Linked DNA regions of Sus scrofa: all the other regions are linked to region 2. A link is a contact called in public HiChIP or PLAC-seq and promoter capture Hi-C data. All regions are on one chromosome and are shown on one strand. The core of a region is the stretch at or near the end of the contact, and the rest is flanking DNA. Distances in the headings are between cores, read along the strand shown. Region 1 holds the start of NAP1L1 (nucleosome assembly protein 1 like 1). Region 2 holds the start of KRR1 (KRR1 small subunit processome component homolog). Region 3 holds the start of OSBPL8 (oxysterol-binding protein-related protein 8). Region 4 holds the start of BBS10 (Bardet-Biedl syndrome 10 protein).

Region 1 (2,700 bases), core at 66-2,565, 540 kb before region 2:
AAGTGTGTGTGTATATATATATAAAACTGAATATATATATATAAAACATATACACACATATATATAAAAAACTGAATCACCCGGCTGTACAGCAGAAATTAACACAATACTGTAAATCAATACCTCAAAAAATTAAGAAATTTTAAGAGTATTCATTATGTCATTTTAAACAACAAACTGATTAAATATTAACATAAACAATCTTTTATATGAAAAGTAACTACTTTTCTAAACAAAAAAATGAGTAGAATGGCATTGTTTGGCTTTCGCAAATCTCTTTAATGTCTAGTTGAACAGCAGACGACTAGATTCTAATATTTGCTTCTTTTTTCAACGTTTCCATATCACATGTCATGTAGCCTCTGGAAAACTCCAGTGTACACTTATGAGAGAACGCGAGTGCCAAGTGAAGTTAACATTTTAGTATTATTGTGGAAATACCTTTGACTTCCCCTTTGAAAGAGTCTGGAAACCCTAGGACCACACTTCGAGAACCACTGTTTTAAGAGTTAATATTAGTCTATCCAGCTTCAGCTGAAAAATAGCCATGAGGTTTCAGAGGCCTTGAGGATTTACATTGGATTTATTTTTTCAAAAAGATGAAACAGCAGCGTCCTTATTACAAAGCATCCAGACAATACACAAATATGCCCTTTTCATCCATCAAAAGAACTTAAAGCAGAAATGAGGTATTGCAAGTCTGGTAAAAGGATGAAGAGAGATACGCATGCGAACATCCTTGGAAGCCATGGAGACCCACTGAGTTAGAGGCAAAACCGGCAGCAGACGCCACTGAGGTGGTCAGGAGGAAAGAAATGTTGTTCCAAGGGTTAAAAATGGAAATGGTTACCGGGGACCCGGGAATTGCAGGAATTAGGCCGGGACAGGGATGGGAACTTCGGCGTGCTCACAGTCAGGATGCGGCAGGCTGGACCTGCTAGCTAGTCCCCGCCCTCGCCCTTCCGGGTACCATGCCATGGGGGGCGAGGTGGGCCGAGGACTAGGCGTGCAGAAGAGGGACTTTCCCAGGAACTAAAGGGGTTGAAAGTTCCTTTCCAGCAAAGCAGGGCGAAAAGAGACTGCTGGAGGCGTGTAGGGGGCGGAGGCGGGAACTGGAGGAACCCAAGCCTAGCGCAGAGGGTTTGTTTGGAGGTTGCCTTAGGGGAGAAGGACGGTTCTGTTGCTAGGCAACTCACCCTGGGCCCGCCTCCCGCTCGCGTTGCTAGGAGACAGCGAGGCCAGGGGGAGGGCGGCGGAGCGGGTCCTACGTGGTGACGCTAATTGTATATGAGCGCAAGCGGCGGGCTCTTGGGTCTTTTTTAGCGCCATCTGCTCACGGCGCCGCCTCCCGCCGCCGCCCTGAGTCACTGCCTGCGCAGCTCCGGCCGCCTGGCTCCCCGTGCTAGCCATCGGTAACGGACGAGGGCCCGAAAGGGAAGGGGGAACGTAGAACCGGCCGGGTGGACTTTGCGGAGGGAAGGGGTGGAGGGACGAGGGATCGCGATCCAGGGCCGCTAGCCGCCTGGGGCCTCCTGGGGTGTCTTGTGAGGCCAGAGCCTGAGCCGTCCGCGGATCTTCGACCCCACAGCGGGAGAGGGCCCGCGGCATCGGTCGGCGATATTTTCGGGACCACATCGGGAGAGGCGCGGAAGTCGAGCGGACTGGGAGGGTTGGGGTGGGGGAGTCGTGCTGATCTGTGTGGAGGATCCCTGAGCTCCACCGGCTTCCCCGCGCGGGTGAGTGCGAGGCCGCGGCGACGCCCGGGGCCCTGGAGGAGGCGGCGGCCGCCCCGCCAGGGACCGGGAGGAGCCTCGGGCACGGGCCGGGCCCTTGTGTGTAGCCCACCGCTGTCTCCACGCCCCCGCTTACGCAAAAATAATCCCCGGAGGGAGGCCGCTGGGGGATGGAAAGAGCTGCAGAGGCTGCGAATTCCGATGGGAGGGAGGGGCTGTGAGGGGACCAGGCCCCGGGGCGGGGAGGCGGCGGGGCTCCTGGGCTCCACGCCCACTGGAGGCGGCAACGGGCCGGGGAGGGGAAAACCCCCGGCGGGTTCCCTCGACACGTGGCCGTGGCCGTGGCCTGGCCAGATTGGAAACCTCTTTCTGGTTGTCCATAAAGTTGTGGAGATGGTGGGATGTAAAAATGAATAGTGAGCCAATAAGTCCACCTCTTGGGTTTCAGACTCTTTCTTACTTCCCTTTGGTCTTAACCTTTATTGGTAGCAAAGTGTGAATGTTACCTGATGGATGAGGCTGGGCCTGGACTGCTACGATTTTAAAGAATTAATAAAGAATTAATGCATGTAAAGCGCTTACGTTAGCTGTTATTGACAAAAGATTCTTTTGTATATCTCAAGTACAAGTTAGAATTTGAACCAGGGTTTTTTATTTGAGGAGTTGATCCTAATCAGTCTAATCCTGAGCATTTCTAAATGGAAGTAAAAAACTTGGCCTTCAAAGTTTTTAATTCTTCTAGGACTTCTGTTGCTTTCCTACAAATTAGTTCATTTATTGAAGTTCCCATTATAAGAGTGTTTTTAAGGTGAGTAGGATTATGGTGGAGGCTGGAATGAGGTGTTAGTATAAATGTTGAGCCATGTTTGTAGCCTGCTGCCTTGTCAGTGCCCCCTCTTTGACCTCAAAAAAGGAGGCAGGGGAGGAAGGCGGGGGAATAAGTTCCTATAGGGCAGGGCTGGGTTTT
Region 2 (2,700 bases), core at 124-2,623:
AATTCTTATTAATGCTTGTATAATATCTCACAGTTATGAAGCCAAAACCAATTTATTTAACTATATCCTTAATTGAAAGTTAAGATGATTTTACTTTTTCGCCATTATAGAGAAATAATACCTAACAACTTTTGAATGTGTACCACATACAAAATATTTTTTGGTAAGCTTTTCATATGTGTAAAGTCACTGAATTCCTCTTATTCTCTCTATTGCAGGAACTCTTCTTTGCAGAGTAAGTAAGAAATTTGCTGAAGGCTGTATAGCCAGTAGTTGGCAAACTAGTCAGTTTGGCTTCACAGTACCTTTCACGGAACTGTTTTATACAAGTACTTCATAAAGGAAAGTCTTTTACAGAAGATATGCGAAGATGAATTTGGGATAAACATTTCCTGTTTCACTAATACAAGGAATTCAACTATCAATTTCCCTATTTGTGTTGCAGAAAATTTTTAAATGGCAATCATCAAAAGAAGTCTTACCTTTAGCTTAAGAATTTTTAGTTTCCTAGAAGTGTAAAAATGTATAGCTCTGGTGAGCCTCGCATCTTTTTTTTTTTTTTTTTCCCCTAGTCTTTTCTAGGGCTGCACCAGGGGCGTATGGAGGTTCCCAGGCTAGGGGTTTAATCAGAGCTGTAGCCACCGGCCTATGCTAGGGCCACAGCAACCGGGATCCGAGCTGTCTACAACCCACACCGCAGCTCACTGCAACCTGGGATCCTCAACGCACTGAGTGAGGCCAGGGTTGGATTCCTTAACCACTGAGCCACGATGGGAACTCCAGCCCCACATCTTGACGCCAGCTATGTGCAATGTTAAAATAGACAGGAGTTAGTCATTTGAGGAAATCTTAGACTAGGTGAAAACTTCAGAAGCATCGCTTAGTTTCCATCCCTGCGGCTTAGAAAGAGAAATAGCACGACCTTAGAAAGTGACCATCAGAAACAGTGACTTGGAAAAACTAATTAAAACAAAAAACAAAAACAAACAAAAAAGCAATCTTAGAGTTTTAACTCTGCTTTTGTTTCAAGGATTAGAAATAATGCAAATAAAGTGCCCAACACAAGGTAGTCTCAAATGGTAACTATTACTGTCATTTCTTAACTTCAAGGACCTTGCATTCTCACGTCTACCACCTCTCCACGCCTAACACATATTTGATGGTCATATAAATAGTTATAGAAGGATGAGTGATATCAATGATATTTAGGTTGCACTCTGCCTAAAGCCTGGAGTCCCGAGTTCCGGGTTACACCCTGAGGCTACGAGAAAACCGTGGATAAAACCCTCTCCGACTCGCCCACACTGTTAAACTACAATTCCCAGCATGCAGTGCACACATGGAGACTGCGCAGATCTCCTCGTTTGCGTTCTGCGGAACTCATTTTGAGTACGGGGGTTTTAGCTGGTAGGACTTAAGAAAGGACTCGCTTCCAGGTATCGCCGGAAGCAGTTTGAAGATGGCGTCCTCCCAGCAGAATGCTCCGGCTGCAGTTCGTCGTCAGAAGCCGAAGCCAGAGAATCGAGGTGAGGTTGTGTGAGGACAAAAGCCCGGGATTTGTGGGTTTTTTGTCTTTCACTGGCTAGAAACGTGTAACTCCGCCTTCAGTCTGTTCTTTGAAGTTGAATACCGGTAATTGCTCCCAGTTGGGATTGTTGGCAGACTTTCTGGAAGACCAGTAAGGTGCCGGCAACGTGTTCCTAACTAATTGCTTTTGCTAGAAGTCTCCAAAGTAGAGATATTGCAGAATGCGGTTTTTTTTTTTTGTAAGAGGGTGTGAAAATAGGAGTATTAAGTACGAAATTGAGGAGGGAGTTTGGACTCTTAACACTCGCAGCGTTGGCTGGAAGTCGTTGACAGAATGAGGGATGGGATGAGGCAGGGGTAGGAGGTCATTTTGTTTTGCTTTGTTTTTATTTTTTTCTTTTTTACTACTGCACGTGCGTCGTATGGCATTCCCCGGCTAGGGGTTGAATCCGAGCTGTAGCTGTCGGCCTACACAGCAGTCTGGGCAACACCTGATTCCTTTACCCACTGAATGGGGCCAGGGATTGAACACGCATCCCCACGGACACTATGTTGGGCTAACCTACTATGTTAGGGTAACCTCCTGAGCCACAAGGGCAACTCTGGGAGATCTTTTTGTAAAGTGAACAAGTGATAGAGTGATAATGAAGGACTGAGACAGACGTAGTGATGGAAGGTAGCTGCCATTGTCCTTAGCACTAGTTTGTCAGCTAGGAAAGACACTTTGGAAAGCTTATCATTATTTTTGTTTGTCAGGTTGCTAAAGCATTTGCCAACACAGCTCCTGACTGCATAATTTTTAAACTTTTCTCTTGCTTTGTAGTTTTGTTTTTCTATTTTCTTCAGTATGAATAGAAGAAATATATCTTCTATTCCTTTCTCTCTATTCCAGAGAAATAGCCTGCTCAACTAGTCTTATTGGTTAAAAACTTTGAACTCTCATTCCTTTGGCATTAAGGAAATACTAAAGGTGTTTTGTTGTTGCTGTCTTAAGTAAGTAAAGTATATAGCAAAGGGGATAGTACGTGTACAGTTTACAGAATAAAACCAACAAGTGAAACAAAACAGACCATAAAGTAAAATAGAGCATTACCTTACCCTCAAAATCCCCTGCTTACAACTCTCAGATATCTCTTTAGGGACCCAAAGTAACCATTGTGAATCATGTCAATT
Region 3 (2,700 bases), core at 99-2,598, 920 kb before region 2:
ATATTTATTTGAACTACAAGTACTATCTCCCAGACTTCAGAACAGAACCTATAGAATCTTCCTCATTGGAACACCAATTCATTACAATCTCATAGATTCTAAGACTCATTGTTTTTCACATTTTAACATCTCTGGGTTCAAGATATGTCTTTAAAAAATCAGTAGCAAGGCATAGTTTAATTGGCAGTATTTCTTTTCCTTTCTTGGGTAATATGAAATAATGGTGAGTCTTAAAGTCCATGATTGTTTAGAGTTTCTACGAAATACCTTTGTAAAGAGATTACATAAGCCAAACGCTATTGCTTATTCATTTCAAACTATCCAGCTGATCAAAATGCTTTTCGAGGTCTTAAGAAAATGAAATAAGAATCGCTTAAGAGAGAAAACTTAGATAAAAGGAAAAATGAGTTACAAACTGTTTGGATATTACAGAAAGCTTTCTCATGTGCCTTCATTGTTAGTAGAGTTTATGATCTTTCTGCTTTTGCACTTCCCTTATTTTTGTATTGTCATTGTCCTTCTTTTGGTGTCCAGCCTTTTGCTCTTTTCCTCTTATTAACAGGTTGGGGGGAAAGTTCCTTCAACCACAGTTAAAACGGAAGGCAAAAGGTATGTCCAAAAGTTAAAGTACCTGAAAAAAATCAAGAAGTAGGCTTCACTTTAAAAATAGAATAAACTGTCAAATTCCTGTGTATCTGTGTAAACCGCCATCAACCTATCACACTGTAAAGCTGGCATGAAGGATCTTGAACAGGACTAGGAACAAAAATAAGTTTGCTAGGTTATTTTCATCCTAGCGTGAAGGAAATGCACCAACCTTTCCTCAAAAATAAAAACCTCTACTGAAGAAAACAGTACACTAAATGCCACAATTAACGTGCTACCGGAAACGGGAACAAGTAGTTATGGCTTTCCAAGCCAGACACCAAGATGCCTTCTGTGTTCCTTTGTTTGGCTGAAAGTTTAGCCAAACCCAAACTGGGGAGGCGGGCCTCACGCTGGGGCCTCAGGATGGGCGTGGGGCCCAGGGCCCTACCCCGAGCTCTGTTCTGCAGTCTCCTCAGAATGGGTAGTGCCCTGCACAACCGGTCCCGAAGGCCTCGCCCCTGTAAGCTCCGGGAGGGCGGCGGTGGATTCGCCTCCCTAGACCGCCCTCGAGTGTGCGGAAGCGGTTCAGCGGCGACAAGACTCCACCAGGGTGGAGTGTTGACAGTTGCGCCCGCGCGGCTGACGCCCGCCCGGTAGGGGAGGGGTCTTCGCCTCTTTCTCCCCGCGTCGTCACATGACGGAAAAGGGGTGTGGTCCGAGCCCTGTAGCCGAGGTCGGGGGGCGGAGCCGGGGGGCGGGGTCGGGAGGGGAGGGCGCTCGAAATCGAAGGACCTTGGCCGCTCTAGGTGCCCAGAGAGGCGGCGACTCGGCCGATGATGACAGCATTAGGCCGCGACGCTTTCCTGGCCAGGCGCGGGTGATAGCGGCAGCCGCATCGGCGGCAGTGTTAGATTTCGCCGCGGCCGCAGCCGCCGTCAATAGCCGGCAGGCGGAGGGAAGGTGAGGGCCCGCCTGGGCGAGTAGACCGCGGGGCCGGAGTTCCCTCCCCCTTCGAGGGCGAAGCAGGCAGTGCCTCAGTGGCGGCGAGACAGCGCCCTTGCTGTGGGCTCGCGTCTCAGCTGCCGCCGGCGACAGCGGCTGAGAGAAGTTGGGGTCCGATTGGACGCGTGCAGGGCCCTAGAGGAACCGGCCACCTGCGCCCCGCCTCTCCGAGGACTCCGCATCGGTGAGTGTCGCGCGGGTCGGTGAATTGGGATGTGACAGGTTCGCTCCCCTACGGGCGACTTGCACCCCCTGCCCTCCCACGTTCTGAGCTCGGCCTGGCGGCGACTCCAGGCACCCTGCGCCGGGGAGTTTTTCTTTGGCTCCTTTGTCCGCTTTTGGAGTGGGGAATTCCAGAGGCTGGCGGGGATGTAGTGTTTTGGGGCCCGCGGTAGGTGCGTCTGCAACCTTACAAAGCCGTGGCAGGGGCTGGGGGCTGGTAGGAGCTTTTTGACTGTCTGCTTCCTCCCGAAGTTTGACTGGGCGGACCGCGGGGTCTTGCCGGAAGCCCCAGCGCCGGGGAGAGCTGGCGCTTTGTCACTTGGTGCAGTTAAGGCGAGGCTCCCGTTTTCCTGTGACAGCCCCAGAGGAGGCTGTGCCGCGCACCGCAGACCGCACCCGGCCTTGCAGAGCCGAGTGACACGGTGATGTTCCTCTAAACCTCAGTTCCTGTGGCCTTATGTAGCGTAGGAGGAAGGCGAAGCCTTTGCTGGACTTTTATATTTAATGATTGCTTTTGAGCCGTTCCTTAAGATTCCAAGGAGCTTCACAAAGAGCATGTTTTTGGTTCATGGAGCCACCGACTCAAGACTGGCCGAGGCGCAGCAGCAGTATATGCAGATTTTCCATTTACAAAAGTCATTTAACATTCTTCTTTATGAGAAACGTCTGCGGTTGGGGACCATTCCTAATTTCATTTTGTCAAAATGCTGCTTGAGATAATGGGTATCTTAGGCTCCTACTTAGATGGGAAAACTTAGCCAACTAATGATATAAGCATATTTAAGTAATTTAATGAGATTTTTTTCCTTTCTGATGCTGGAAGACTTAAATGACTTCTAAATGATAATCGAATGCACCGTGTATGGTAGGTTTATTAGTTTTTATTAA
Region 4 (2,700 bases), core at 16-2,515, 740 kb before region 2:
CAAGAAATCACTCCTCTCTAGTTTTCCTCTTTTCATCCATTATCCTCCCCTCCCACATTTGCTCTCCTCAGGATCTGGTTGCTCCTGGTTAATAGTCAGTTGGTTCTGTCTTATTAGGGAAAAGGGGAGGTTTCTCCTGTCCTATGTATGGGAATAAGAGGTAGGGAAAACAGATCCTCACTGTTCAATCTCAATGAAACATCTATAGTGTAAATAATTTTCTTAATAATATTGACCACACTCTAATAGGTGTCCTGTGTTATGATAATCGACCCTTTTGCACCTTAAAAAACATCCCTTTCTTACGGAGATAGTGAACCCCTTCAGTGATGGCACGGCACAGCAGTTTGTTGAACATACTGTTAATATTTGAGACACCAAACAAAAACAAAAAGAATGCTTTGTAAACATTCTCGCCCTCCTCAAAACTTTGAGTTTTACATATCACCATTTTTTTTGAGAAGTGGACACAAAAGAATGTCACAGATGAGTAAATGGCACAGCAAACCCAGGTCTAAATCTCAAGCCCATGTTCTTAACTATTTCATCCTTAAGAGAGAAGGTGTATCTTAGTATGCGAAACGGTATGTTCTTTCTGCTCAACAGGATTTTTTTTTTTTTTCCTGTCGTCGAATTGTGTCCAGGCATCTTGGGTCAATGCGTTTTTAAAGCATATTATTGATTACCAATGTGGCTAAGTCTTCACATACAACACTTCTGCTAAAGAAAAAGTAAATTGTGGTAACTAGGGTTTCATAGTGATACCTAAGCCCAGGTAATGTGGTAAAGCCCCCTTCTGAATGCCTGCAGCTCCTGACTGTGGCCAGGCCCTCCCCATCTGTCTTGCATCAGTAAAGAACCGCTGATGGAGTGTGTGGACATGGTATGCGCTAGTCCAAGGCAGAGGTTTTGTTACCAAACAACTTTTGTCGGGAGTTGGGAACGAGCAGAGTTCTAGCTGCAGAGCCCAGCCCCTCAAGGACCGTGTCGAGTCCTTGAGAGGAAGTTTCCTGGGAAACGGAGGGAACAGGTGGCAGCTGCAGCCTCTGGAGAATGAATTCACGTAGGGAGCTAGGGAAGGGCCTGCGGCTTTCTCTCCAGCCAGCTCTAAAGTCCCGACCTCTTCTCTGACCTCGCGCGCTACCGACGATAGCTCCTACCGGGAGAAACGCGGGTCTTTACCGCAGAGCTGGCGAAAAAATGGACGCTCGCCCAACCCAGAGGCCGCCCGGCCATGACTTCCGGCCTCCTCCCCGCCCCTTCCGCTTCCGGCTGCACCCCGCTCAGCTCCCTCCTGGATGTGTCCGGGTTCCGCTCCGGCGACCTGGAGCCGCCGGAACCTGAAAGGCTATGGCTGTTGTGGGTTCTGTGAGGGCGGCATTGCAGGTGGCCGAAGTGTTAGAAACCATCGTGAGCTGCTGCTTGGGGCCCGAAGGGCGGCAGATTCTGTGTACGAAGCCCACTGGCGAGGTGCTGCTCAGCCGGGACGGAGGCCTCCTCCTGAAGGCGCTGCATTTAGAGCATCCCATAGCCAGGTACGCTCCAGCCGGTTAGAGCATCTCGTAATCAGGTACTCACGTCCCACACTCCAGCCCATAGATGGGCATTCCAGGCCATCTCCCTGAACTTCTTGTCCCTGAGGTTATGCTCCTGAAAAAACTGACCTTAAATGAGACCACTGTACCCTCAGCGTTTGAGCGTTGCTCAAGAAAACATTCCCAGACTTAAGATCTTAACAGCTGCCGAGAACATTTCTCACTGCTTTCCCTCCAGCTCGACCCAACCCTAGAATCTTGAAATAGAACAAAGCAACCTAAAAAAGGAAAAAAGGAAAACTAAGTATATCAAAGGGACAGTATTCTCATTTTATGCCTGTAGCTGTAAAAACAAGATTTCAACTGTTATTCAGATGTAGGGAGGCAGCCTTCTGAAAATCTGAGTTGCTTTATTTCTTTTTTTGTACAGGATGATGGTGGCATGTGTTTCCAGTCATCTAAGAAAAACAGGAGATGGTGCTAAAACATTTATTATCTTTCTTTGCCACTTACTCAGAGAATTCCATGCAATCACAGACAAAGAAAAGGATTCTTTATTTTTCAAAAATATTCAAACCCATGGAAGGCATTGGAAAAATTGTTGTCAGTGGAAATTTATTTCCCAAGCTCTTCTAACATTTCAGACACAAGTATTAGACTATGTTATGGATCATTACTTAAGTAGACACTTTTTGTCCATCTTTTCTTCATCCACTAAAAAGAGAACATTGTGTAGAAGTTCTTTAGAGATGCTCTTAGAAGCATTTTTTTGTGGAAGAGTGGGAAGAAATAATCACACCTTTATTTCACAGTTGATGTGTGACTACTTTTTCAACTGTATGTCCTGTGAAAGTGAATTTGAAGAAGTATTTGAGTTAGTCGATGACTGTTTTGTTGAGTTGAAAGTTGGTGTCACCGGCCTTCCTGTTTCCGATTCCAGGATCATAGCTGGGCTTGTGCTTCACAGAGACTTTTCTGTATACTGTCCAGCAGATGGTGACATAAGAATAGTGATAGTAACTGAAACCATTCAGCCTCTTTTTTCAACTTCTGGATCAGAGTTTATTCTAAATTCAGAACAACAGTTTCAGACATCTCAGTTTTGGATTAAAGAAAAGACAAAAGCAATAGTGAAACATTTACAGAGTGAGAATGTAAGATTGCT

What was found. Promoter capture Hi-C pulls out the DNA fragments that hold promoters and counts their contacts. HiChIP or PLAC-seq counts read pairs in DNA pulled down with a chosen protein or histone mark.
Region 1: a contact with region 2 is called in an H3K27ac HiChIP or PLAC-seq map of skeletal muscle, with 7 times the contacts expected there. The contact joins the promoter of NAP1L1 here to the promoter of KRR1 in region 2. A contact is called at or near these places in 2 of 5 promoter capture datasets (fetal liver and liver), 1 of 47 Hi-C or Micro-C datasets (heart right ventricle) and 2 of 2 datasets of contacts at active chromatin or transcription factors (alveolar macrophages and skeletal muscle).
Region 3: a promoter capture Hi-C map of liver shows a contact between it and region 2, with 10 times the contacts expected there. The contact joins the promoter of OSBPL8 here to the promoter of KRR1 in region 2. A contact is called at or near these places in 1 of 5 promoter capture datasets (liver), 2 of 47 Hi-C or Micro-C datasets (embryonic fibroblasts and heart right ventricle) and 1 of 2 datasets of contacts at active chromatin or transcription factors (alveolar macrophages).
Region 4: a contact with region 2 is called in a promoter capture Hi-C map of liver, with 19 times the contacts expected there. The contact joins the promoter of BBS10 here to the promoter of KRR1 in region 2. A contact is called at or near these places in 3 of 5 promoter capture datasets (fetal liver, fetal skeletal muscle and liver), 15 of 47 Hi-C or Micro-C datasets (alveolar macrophages, embryonic fibroblasts, fetal heart ventricle and 10 more) and 2 of 2 datasets of contacts at active chromatin or transcription factors (alveolar macrophages and skeletal muscle).

The regions. Positions count from the first base shown.
Region 1 is chr5:39,362,266-39,364,965 of Sscrofa11.1, reverse strand. It overlaps NAP1L1 (nucleosome assembly protein 1 like 1), which reads left to right and starts at 1,315. Exons shown (of 16, transcript NM_001244316.1): 1 at 1,315-1,412.
Region 2 is chr5:38,820,455-38,823,154 of Sscrofa11.1, reverse strand. KRR1 (KRR1 small subunit processome component homolog) reads left to right here and starts at 1,373. Exons shown (of 10, transcript XM_003126388.4): 1 at 1,373-1,526. The coding sequence starts at 1,460.
Region 3 is chr5:39,743,296-39,745,995 of Sscrofa11.1, reverse strand. OSBPL8 (oxysterol-binding protein-related protein 8) reads left to right here and starts at 1,348. Exons shown (of 23, transcript XM_005655647.3): 1 at 1,348-1,774.
Region 4 is chr5:39,564,915-39,567,614 of Sscrofa11.1, reverse strand. It overlaps BBS10 (Bardet-Biedl syndrome 10 protein), which reads left to right and starts at 1,265. Exons shown (of 2, transcript XM_003481665.4): 1 at 1,265-1,535; 2 at 1,966-2,700. The coding sequence starts at 1,351.